Regions from separate parts of the Sus scrofa genome. Here all the other regions are linked to region 3. A link is a contact called in public Hi-C and HiChIP or PLAC-seq data. All regions are on one chromosome and are shown on one strand. The core of a region is the stretch at or near the end of the contact, and the rest is flanking DNA. Distances in the headings are between cores, read along the strand shown.

Region 1 (3,731 bases), core at 916-3,415, 590 kb before region 3:
TGCCACTTTATTTTTAAAAATTGGTTTTTCCTGAAAGCTATCTTAAATGATTATTCTAGCCTATGGAAAAATCTAAGCCTAGAACTCCACAAGGGCTCTAAGCTACATGCTATACTAAACTTTCTAGTTTAGTTTTTTTATTTCCCCCTCAAGGACCTTAGACTTGAATAGTCTCAGCATTCCTTTAATCCTATAGAAGAGTCTTCTGCAAGTTTTTCGAGTTACTGTTGCAATCACTTTAGGGCCTTGTACATGGCCTTTAGAACAAAGACTAGGTCAAAGTAATGAATATTGGGTGCAAATTAATCAAATTTTGTGCAAGGATATTCTCAAACGTTAATGGCACTTTTTTTTTTAACCCAGAGATTTTGTGGGTTTAAATGTAAAAGTAAAATAAATGCAGCCATCGCCTTAGTTCAGACAAAAAAAAAAAAAAAAAAAAAAAAACCCACAAAAAACCCTCCAAAGTATGTTTTTGTCACTGATTTAAGCAGATACTAAACAGTAGCATTATGGTAAATAATATTTCAAGCTATGTCCAACATTTCTGAAGACAAGTTAAGGTGAAGATAGCTGAAGGTACTGAATGCACACCAAGGGACAATAACGAAATGGCTTCCTAAGTTCCAGACAAAATACTTTATAACTCAGCGATCTGAAAAACATCAGTCCAGACTTTATCAAAGGCTAGCCGTCGCTTCAAGTTGCTGTCTAGTCTAAGCCACCACTATTCACGACACAAAGCTCTCGTTTCACTAAAACCACTCCTCGATTTCCTTTTGCGGACCTCTGCATACCAGCAGGCCAGTCTCCTCATTCACCACTCACAAACTCGGGGGGGAGGGGAGACCACAGATGTCTGGAAGATACAAAGTAGGAGACAATGCTCCCTCCAACAGGGAACTGAAAACGAAGGAATCAACTACACCCAACTGCCAAAGCTTTCAAGTTTAGCGGATCCAGTAGCGGGCTTTGAGAACTGAACTTCGAAACTGCATTCCAAGTCCTCGCCCCAGACAAAACACGGAACGAAGTTGCAACGCTTGAATTTCCTTCGGGCAATTTCGTAGCGAGGGAAAAATTCATCTCGCTGGAAAGTGCTCTCAAAATCAAGTTTAGCTGGCATGAAATTATCTAAATAAAGAATTTCCACGAACAAAATTCTCGAAGCAGTCAGAGGCTGAGTCCGGCGGGTCACTTGGTAAGAGACAGTAAGCCAGTCGCCCTCGCCCTTATTTTTCCCAGGACCTTCCTTGCACACTGCTTTCACTCACCTGCACCGTACAAGAAAATAAAGGTGCTAGATATGGATTTTATTTGTGCAACTCCTCCTGGAGCATCGCTCCGTCTGCAATAATAGTTTGGATCCTCTACGGTTTAAAGTTGCTCCGATTTAAACAGGAGCCAAAACCAAACACACCAGCAGAGCATTAAAATAATACTAACGATTCTCTTAATTCGTCCTTAAGCACGAAAGAGGGACTCTGAAGAGAAAGTCTACTGGTCCTCTCCTCATGGCAGATGGGACCTCGGGTCCCAGGCCCAGCGCCTGTACCCCAACTCCCCTTGAAGGCCCGGAAGGCGGAGTCCCCCGTCCCCACCCCGCCCCCCACCCCGGCCCCGGCGCATCCAGAGGCGCAGGGTCCCTCCCCCAAACTCGGCCGCGGCCGGAGCCCGGGACGGAAACCACAGACCCCCCTACTATCCCCCGCCAGACAACGGAGCTCCCGAACGCGCCCTCGCGGCGCCCCCTCCCCGCAAGCGGCAAACCCGGGGCCCCCAAAGAGCCGCGCGACCGGAACCCGGGCCCGGCCGCCGCCCTCCGCCCCTCGGGCCGGGCCCGCCCCCGCCGCCTCCCCGGCGCCCCCAGTCAGCCCCCAGCTCCCCACCCCGGCCCTCCGGGCTGCACCGGGCCCGGCTTCCAGCCGCCGCCGGGACCGCGCGCCCGCGACGAAGTTTGGCTCCGAAGAGGAGCGGGAGCAGCCCCGGAAGGGTAAGGAAAGGAGCACCCAAGCACCTCAGGGGAACAGGCTCCTCCCGCCGCGGGAGTCCGACCGTCCTCGGCCTGCGGTGGCGGCTCGGCGGAGACCGGAGCTGCTCCTCGGACCTTCCTCCGTCTCCGCCTCCCCTCGCTCTCAGCTCCCGGAGCCGGGTTAACGCGGCTGCCACAGACCGAGAGGCTTAAAATGGCGCCGCACAAGGAGCTCTTATAAGTCGCGCAGAATCCGCTGTATCCTGCCGCCAGCGGCGCAGCGCGGAGCGTTCCGCCGCGCGAGGACAAGGGGCGGGGCGCGGGCGGGCGGCGGAAAGTAGTCCCCGCTCCGCCGAGCCGCCCGCCTCGGGCTGGGGCGGGGCGCTTGCGAGCTCTTCGGGCGCTCCCGGGGGTTAGAGGCCGGCGGCTGCCGGGCCGCGCGGGACCGCAGGACAGATCCGCCAAGGCGCTGTCGGCCGAGATGGGGCGGCCAGGGCACCCGCGGGCCGGGATGGGCTGGGGGAGGGCGACCCCGAAATTCTCCACTATCGGGATCCCGAAGCCCCCCGGCTCTCACTCGTCCAGTGCCAAGAGAGCGGACGCTGGACTGGCCGCTTGCTGCCCGTGGGAGGCGGCACCCGGACCCCGGCCCTACGAGGCCGAGCGGCACAGGTCCCAGGAGGGCGGAAGTTCGGGACCGGGCCAACCGCAGTGCTGAGGTCGGGGCCCGCCCGCTCCCGGCGCTGCCGGGCGCTGCTGCTGCCCCTATGCAAGTCGAGGGACCCCGGCGCGATCGTGCTTTCGCCGTCTTTGCGGTCTGGGCCCCAAGCTCTCTGCAGGACTTGGCTCCTAGCCGAGCCGCACATTACCTCCACGGTCTGAATCGTAGATTCCGCATCCCTACCGGCTTGAATCTGGAAGTGAAGTACCGGGCCGAGCCTCCTGTTAACCCAATCCCAAAGACTGAACTCGTGTTAGAACGGGCGCCTAGCCCGCAATTCAACAAGTCCTTAGTCCCTACTGTGAACAAATGACTGATAGAAATGGACTAGCTCTAGAGCCCTGTCAACTAGGTTAATTCTTACAGATTTCAATTTTATCTGGTTCCACTTTACTAAGTATCAATAAATTTGTTGGGGGAGGATTTTTCCTCGGAGGAAGTTCATGTATAGATATTACTTAGTTGAGAAATCCAAGTTGTTGTTTATGGAAGGAGCTATCAGGCAGCTTCTAATTTTTAAAAACGAATTTTCTATTCTTAAAAACATTTTCTAATTCGTCCTAATAGGCTGAAGCTGGGTCTTCGTTTCCCTTCGAAATGTCTCCATTGTAATCCAGCAAGATTGGCATTTGTCAAAGATGAAAAAATTATGATCCATTCACTTTGTCTAGTCTATTGTATGCTTATTTTTCCTTCAAAACAATGAAGAGCATACAAAAAGCAACAGTGAAAGTTATCTTCAGGCTTTTATCCCTGTAATTAATGCATGCAAACAATAGGTCTTTATGCATAGGTACAGACAGGAAACCTATTTACTCATTCACTCATGGAGTAGGCTATATAGTTTTTAGGCATAGCTAATGCTAAACAGGGCCAACATGTTCCTGAAGTAATTCAATTTTCCCCCATCTTAAAGATATTTTACTACACACCGAGGTAATGTTAAACTGTTATCTATCACCATAGCATGGGCCCCTGCAGTGGAAAAAGTCTGCACACTAAGATGATGTTCCGTGAGATCCATTGTCTAGAATGACT
Region 2 (3,628 bases), core at 511-3,010, 540 kb after region 3:
TGGTAGATGGCACATCCTTTAAGCTGTGCTTGCTGTTTCTTTCTTTTTTTTTTTTTTTTTCTAAACGGCCCAAAGTTATTCAAGGTAAATAAACTAAGTGATACATCTGGGTTTTGTTTTGTTTTGAGAGGGGGTGGGCAATAAATACAACCAAACATGATGTTTCGCATGATGCGTGTGCAGCACCCCCAAAAAACAAAAAAACGAAAACTAAAACAAACAACCCAATCCAACAATAATACACGGATACATAAAGGCAATAAGCAGCACTTAAGTAATTAGCAAATAAGTTCCCAAGCAACTCCTATCCTCCTTTAAAAAAAAAGAAATCTCTAAATCCAATTCAAATCTCCAGGCCGGAGCTGGAAGACCCAGAGAAACAGGTAAGCATGTGTTCAAAGATATAGACGTAGAGAAGACACCACAGCCTTGGCTTAAAACAAAACAAAACAAAACAAAAAACCACACTCCAGCCCTGCCCTGAGCGCAGGTGGACCATAACCTTGACCTCAGAGAGGAAAGCTTCCGCCGCCGCTGCAGACCAGCGCTCCCAGCCTAAGGCCAAGCGGCAACTAAGCCTCGTTTCACCACGAGTAGTAACTCAGCGGGACCTTCCTCCTAGCCCCGCCTGCCCAGCCCCGCCTCCGCCCCCACCAATAGCAGCCCCGCGACACGACCATGGCAGCCAATCCAGACATGGGAGGGGCGTGGCTTGGAGGCTCAAGCAAACAGCAACTGCTCCAGGCAAGCCGCGAAGTGGGGGATACCCAGAGGGTCCTCTCGTCCAGCTTGTGGGAGCGGTACAGTCCGAACCCACCTCCCTCGAGGACCGACCGCTTCCTAGGCTTAGCGCTACTACCAGGCCTTGCAATGGTCCAAATATCTACCCAGGTGTCCTCCCATCTGTCACTTTAGACTTCCAAATCAAAGCAACTTCCTGTAGCACTCGCACCTCATTCCGGGCCACACGGGCACATTCCCCTCATACCTCCCAAGGCCCCAGCAATTCCGCCTATCTCTACCCAATGTAGTATCGAGACCTCTGCTTGCCTGTCCCAAGGGTTGGACTGCAACTTCTTTCCTTCTCCCTCCCTCTTTTAATCTTAGTCAAACTCCATTTCTGCTGCCAGGTCCCCAACCTGTTATGCGTGTATCTGGGGCGCAAAAAAAAAAAAAAAAAAAAAAAGGTTCACCGTGGGCTGCTGAGCCTCGGCAACCTTCCACATTTCCCTCCCCAAGCCGACGATGCAGGAACCCCTGCCTTCCCTTCCTCGCACTTTACCATAAGAGTTTCCACTCTGTCTCCAACATCCTGAGGCTGCAGCAGCGCCGGGCGTGACTTCTGGATCATTGGAGGGGAGGCCTGCGAGTGTACTGGGCCCGGGTTGCCGACCGTGGGAACTCAGGTCCGACCCTGGAGGTCCTGGAGAAGACAACTCGATGGCGGTAGCCAGGCGACGCGTTCTACTGCGGGGGCCTCTTTGTAGTCTGCGCCAGTCAGGGGTCCCGGCCTGCGAGCCCACTGCCCTTGTGTGCTCCAGGCGCCTCTCTTCACTCGCTTCGCAGACTCTGCGGCCCTGCTGTCCTGCCCATCATGCCCTGCTGCCGACTTGATGACTTGAGAATATTAGCCTGGGTGCGACCGGGAGGTGGAGAAAGCGGGAGGAACTGGATAGAACAGCTGGATTTAGCTTCCGGGGTTGGAAACGCGTCACGCGCTGGCGAGGGTGTGCTCTTTAGTGCCACCTGGTGGAGAGATCTGAAACTGCAGGATTTGTGGCTTTCTTGTGCCCAGAGCTTACTAGGTCGGTCATCTGCGCCGACGTATGCTTTTGAGGGCCCGGTTGGAGAACAGCTACGGTCGAGACCTGCTGTGACCTATAGGGTTGCCAGTAGCCATCTATGGCTGTATAACACTTGAAATATGGCTAGTGTGACTGAAGACCAGAATTTTACATTTCATTTAATTTTAATTAACTTTTTTAAAAAACCGAAGCAATGTGGAATATTTTCCGGTTAAACAGGAGTTTTTTGTTTTGGCACATCCACATTTCCCTTTAAACGCTGAAAACTTCACCTCAGAAATGTGCTGAAGAGATTTTTTAAAACATGGCGAGGAGTTCCCATTGTGGTGCAGTGGTTAACGAATCCGACTAAGAACCACGAGATTGTGGGTTCGATCCCTGGCCTTGCTCAGTGGGTTAAGGATCTGGCGTTGCATGAGCTGTGGTGTAGGTCACAGACGAGGCTCGGATCCCCCTTTGCTGTGGCTCTGGCGAAGGTGTCTACAGCTCCAATTCGACCCCTAGCCTGGGAACCTCCATATGCCGTGGGAGCGGCCCAAGAAATGGCAAAAAGACAAAAATAAGTAAATAAATAAAACATGGCAATAAGATAAAATAATCTCCTGAGTAATCTTTACATTATTACATAATGAAACTGATACTGGAAAGATGTTACCTGAATCCAGGTTCTTATTCAAGGGAGGGGAAGAATGAACCTCACTAACACACAGGTAGCAAGCCAGCCAAGTCTTTATTACAGGAAAGCAAACAACTCCCAGGACAGCTGGGAGGGAGAAGGAGTCCCCCCTTCCTATTGTCCTATAGGGTTTTTTATCCCTTAAAGATAGGGGTTACCAACATGGGTTCCAGAAAGATGCAGTTTTCTCTCATTGGCCTTGCCCAATTACTTATATCAGTCCTTGTCCAATAGGGGTTTTAGGGGTGGAAATGTCCCATAACGCTCAAGGTTTCTTTGCCCTTCTCTTCCCATAGACTGAGTCACTTGGGGTTAGAGATTAATGTCCATCTGGGCATAGGTACACTCCCTGTAGTAAACAAGGTCTGTGGGGATGTTACTCCCTGGAGCCCTTAAACCGTAAATGTTAATCGATAGCCATATCAAAGAATGCATCGAAGCCCATACTCCTATACTGACTACCTGAGTTATTATTCCACCTCAAAACGACATTTTGGGTGTATTGAATGAGGTGAAATAATTTTCAAAATTAGTTTTACCTCTTGCTTTTTTAGTGTGGCTACTAGAACACTTAGGATTATACTAGTGGCAGAGTTCCCGTCAGTGGTTAATAAACCCGACTAGTGACCATGAGGTTTTGCATGCAGCCCTAAAAAAAAGATTATACTAGTGGCTTGAACTACTTTTCTATTGGATAGCAACTGGTCTAGATTATTAAGATTATGGTTTTATCTCTTACCTGGACCCCCAACTTCCCATTATTCCCGACTGGCTGATCCATGGAAAACTCTTACTGCTGGGGATTCTGATCCTCTTGTTGGAAAAGACAGGCACACACCTCCTGTGGCCCTGGTTGTCTGCAGGATAAAGTCCAGTCATAGTGACAGCCTTCACCGCTTTCCACCATCCATTCTTTACCTGGAAATCTAGGGCATTAGGAAAGAAATTGATGAAGCAAGATGCTGTTTTCTGGCTTTGTTTGTTTGTTTGTTTGTTTTTGGCCATTCCCACAGCATGTGGAAATTCCTGGGCAAGGAAAGGACCAGGAATGGGCCAGGAATTAAACCTACACCACATCTGCCACTCAAACCGCGGCAGTGACAATGCTGGGTCCTTAACCAGCTGAGTGAGTCACAGAGGAACTCTA
Region 3 (3,779 bases), core at 924-3,423:
ATAAATGAAAAGTCCATTTACTGCGGAGAATCATTTCACGAGGCAGCCAAACTGGGTTTAGAGAACAAAATTACTCAAGAAATTCTCCAAGTATTTAGGTTCATTTTAGAATCCATGAACCTTAAGTTGCTCCTCCTTGACAATGCCAACCTGCAGCAAAATAAAATTTAGCAGAATCACTCTGAATAATATATAAATTCATCCCTAAGAAAACATAGAGCAGTCACCAAAAAGAATCACTGTTAATAGGTTATTGCAACACTGTTATTTGTGGCATAACGGTTAATAACAAACAATTCAACACACATTGTAATAACTTGACATGCCACAAAACATCCTAAATGGACATAGGAATGATCAGGTCACTAATGACAAAATAAACTGGCCCTCCTGCCTTCAAATTAAGTACCAACTTTGTATTTGAAGTAACTGATTTGCTTCATTCACATGATTTTTTACTAAGGACGTAATAATTCACATTGCCTTTAAATACAATACAACCTCAGTTATACATAAAGCACCCAATCACTCACCTCCAAGAGAAACTGGCAAATGTTTTTTCTTTGGTCACCTTGAAGCTGAATAACCTCTCCGTATTCAGGATGTTCAATCACAGTACCATTACAGGCAAATTTCTGGAGAAGTAGGTTCAACATAACTGAGTCAAATACAATGAGATTTTATTTGTACCCTAAGACTAAAATTAGCTATTTCAGTAAACTTGATTACATTTAAGAAACAGCATTTGTCTCCTATAACCCCTGAATTAATTTGAAAATGAATCAGCAGGTCACAGAGAAAATGATTTTTACTGGGAACATGGAAACTAAGCATTTTTTATTTTATTTTGCTTGAGAGCCATGTAAATCTTATTTTAAGATGAAAGACCATAGATCTGAATGTTAATTAGGAGCATGAACAGTTTTCTTGGATCTAATCATTTTCACCCACATTGACAGTCAAGTATACGTGTGAAACGTAATCCTATTTAGAGGTGTGCATCAATAACTACATTTTAGTCTCTTCCTCCTAACACCTTTACCTTTTTGAAAGCTTTCACAAGTTTCTTTTTGTCATAATCATCTGCAATGCCCTGAACAGTAGTCAGTGTCTTCCTGCCGTTCCGTTGCTGGATTCTTATATGAATGTAATCCTCAGTCCCTGCCGGGAGTAAGTCGTCACCCTTAGTTGCATCAGCAAAGGGGTCTGCAAAAGGATACAAAAAAATCCAAAGCAGGAAAATATCTTTTAGTTAGTAATCTCCAGAGAGGTGGTACGCTACCATCTAGGCACTCTGCGAAGAAGGTTCTGGTGCCTCTGCTTTTTTTTCTGCAGGTGAGGATGGGGGGGGGTGGTAAGGGTAAAAATTAATAAAATCTCCAAGGTACTCTCACAAAGAGATTTTAAACACGTATGTCCACTGATACCCGAACAGAAAAACGTTGTTACAGGTAGATAATGTTATTGTTGAATAAAATCCTCTAATGAGAGAAAAGAGATTTTATAGTTTTATAACCACTATAAAAATGTGCGTCATCTCGACTATTCTGATGACAACAGAAACATTCACAGATGCCACTCCAATCATTTAACCGTAACTCTGCCTCGAAAAAAGTAAGAAAGATATATATACAGCAATCAAGAGTAATTTTACAAATTACTACGGGAGCGGAGAAGACTGGGCCACTGCCCTGTGACAGATGAGCGGCCTGATCCGCGTCTGTTACTAAACGCCCCCGAGAGTCGCTCGCAAACAGTCCCGACCGCTAATGGGCGCCGATCCCCCAGCTCCGGGCCAGCCTCCCCCCGGAGAGCAGCAGGGGCAGATCTGCAGGCGGATCGGGGTTGAAGAGGTGGCAGAGGGCAGAAGCGAGGAGCAGACAAATCTAGGGGCAGGCCAGAGGGCGGCACGGGGCCCGAGGCCGGGGCTCGGGGACGGGGTCCGGGGCCGTCCTCCGGGAGGGGGTCGCCAGGGGCCCGTCGCCATCTTTCGGGCGCCGAGACAAAGCCCCACTCGGGGTGCGGGGAGGGCAGTTGGGGGCCCTCTGGGCCAGGGGGGCCGGCAAGCGGCCCTGGTGGGGACAGGCAGGGGCGGCCGGCTGGCCGAGAGGCGCGCGGGGAATGTGAGGGGCCCGATCTTACCGAAAGATTGGAGGTTCTGGATAGTGGACATGCGATACTAGTGTGAGGCCGGTGAAGGGATAAAATTCCTGCGGGGCCCGCCCGGATCACCGTGTCAGGAGGCTGGAGTGGCGAGAAAACGGAAATAAATAAGGAGACGCTTCGCCCCGAGGTAGGGATGCGGCTGGAGCGGCGGCGGCGGAAGCCGGGAGGAGGCAGGAAGAGGCGAAGTAGGAGGCGGAGGAAGAGGCGGCGGCGACGGATGCGAGAACGCGAGAGAAGAGGCGGCGCTGCGGCTTCTCCCACAAAATGGCGGACGGACACTATTTAGCCGCGCCCGCCGCCCCACACGTGACCCTCCCGCGCCAGACGCTCTGGGACTTGTAGTTTTCATAACGCGAGAGACCCCGGAAAGCTCGGGGCGAGCAGGCTTACGGGACCTCAATTCCCAGCAGGGAGTGCGCTCCCCAGCTCCAGGCGGTGGGGCTGGGAGAGGTCCAGCGGGCTGCAGACCCAACTGGCCCGAACCTGCAGGTCTAGAGCAGTTTTCGTGGGGCGCTCGCAGGTTCTCCCTTGAGTCCCCTTCTTTGGCCGTACAGTGCCTGCGCAGAGGGTTTGGTGCTGAGGGGGGCGATGATCATCAGTCACCCTCGAGGCCCCGTGTAATGTAAGTAAAATCTGGGTTAGAGGACCAAAACAAGGCTCGTAGCCCCGGCTTTCGATTCGATGGCAGCCCCTCAGCACCTCCCCTACCTCCCCACCTCCTGCCTCGCTCGGTTGCAGGAGCTCTGTAAGTCCCTCTGAAAAGTCGATATGAGAGTCTCTCGCTCAGGATTGGACCGCCCTCAGATTGCCTAGCGCGGTGATTCTCAAACTCCAGTGGGCATTTCCCCAGGGCTTGTTTCAGGACGTCTGGGGCATGACCCTAGAATTTGCAAATCCAGCAAGCTGCCAGGCGATGCTCATGCTACTGGTCTGGGACCGCAGTTAAGAACCACTGCCTAGCTTCAGTGGGGGCCCAAGTATATCCCCGAGCTCCATGGAACATACCAGAAAACCAGCTTGACAACTTGAACACAGAACAGGAAGGTTAACTGATAGGTACCAGAACTGTAATATCTCCCTAACAAACTATACACAGAAAAACAAACCTGAGGCCATGAGAATAGGCTCACCCAGGCAGGTGGTCAATTGTCAAACTTGGTTGATTTTCTGAAAGCAAATATGGACTAAAAAGTTAGGGATTCTTAACCTTGTTTGTGCCATGGCAGACTTGTGAAAGTTTATAGACCCCTCAGAATCATGCTTTAAGAAATAAAACATGTAGGATTACAAAGGAAACCTATTACATTAAAGTTAAAAACAGTACATTGATAACATAGTATTACTTCTTTACTAATGCATTAATTAACAAGATCTAATAGCAGGTCTAACAACAGCTGGAATTTCAAAAAGGTGCCAAGGAAAAGATACTTTGAGATGTCTGTAGCATCAGAAGTGTAATATAAAAATATCTGTAGCTTCTATTGGTGCCAAGTTGAACATCCTTCAGATAATTCTGGGATGTTAACAGCATTCATAATGGAAAAAAAAGCTAGATTTTGGCGAGAGATTAGTGAAAATGTAGGTAGTCTTTTTTCCCATCCAATTTTAGGAAT

The links. A called contact is a pair of places that touch in the nucleus more often than the background predicts. HiChIP or PLAC-seq counts read pairs in DNA pulled down with a chosen protein or histone mark.
Region 1: an H3K27ac HiChIP or PLAC-seq map of alveolar macrophages shows a contact between it and region 3. The contact joins the promoter of CTNNB1 here to the promoter of EIF1B in region 3. A contact is called at or near these places in 1 of 47 Hi-C or Micro-C datasets (skeletal muscle) and 1 of 2 datasets of contacts at active chromatin or transcription factors (alveolar macrophages).
Region 2: a Hi-C map of retroperitoneal adipose tissue shows a contact between it and region 3, with 1.9 times the contacts expected there. The contact joins the promoter of SLC25A38 here to the promoter of EIF1B in region 3. A contact is called at or near these places in 4 of 47 Hi-C or Micro-C datasets (embryonic fibroblasts, fetal skeletal muscle, heart right ventricle and 1 more).

What each region holds. Positions count from the first base shown.
Region 1 is chr13:25,162,729-25,166,459 of Sscrofa11.1, reverse strand. CTNNB1 (catenin beta 1) reads right to left here and starts at 2,165. Exons shown (of 16, transcript NM_214367.1): 1 at 2,018-2,165. LOC106505576 (basic proline-rich protein-like) reads left to right here. Exons shown (of 4, transcript XM_021069211.1): 2 at 1,573-1,993.
Region 2 is chr13:24,028,703-24,032,330 of Sscrofa11.1, reverse strand. It overlaps SLC25A38 (solute carrier family 25 member 38), which reads right to left and starts at 1,760. Exons shown (of 7, transcript XM_003358375.2): 1 at 1,283-1,760. The coding sequence starts at 1,351.
Region 3 is chr13:24,573,577-24,577,355 of Sscrofa11.1, reverse strand. EIF1B (eukaryotic translation initiation factor 1B) reads right to left here and starts at 2,173. Exons shown (of 4, transcript NM_001001635.1): 1 at 2,143-2,173; 2 at 1,043-1,206; 3 at 534-635; 4 at 1-150. The coding sequence starts at 2,173. The coding sequence ends at 106. All of the region lies in intron 2 of LOC110256427 (a long non-coding RNA gene), which reads left to right.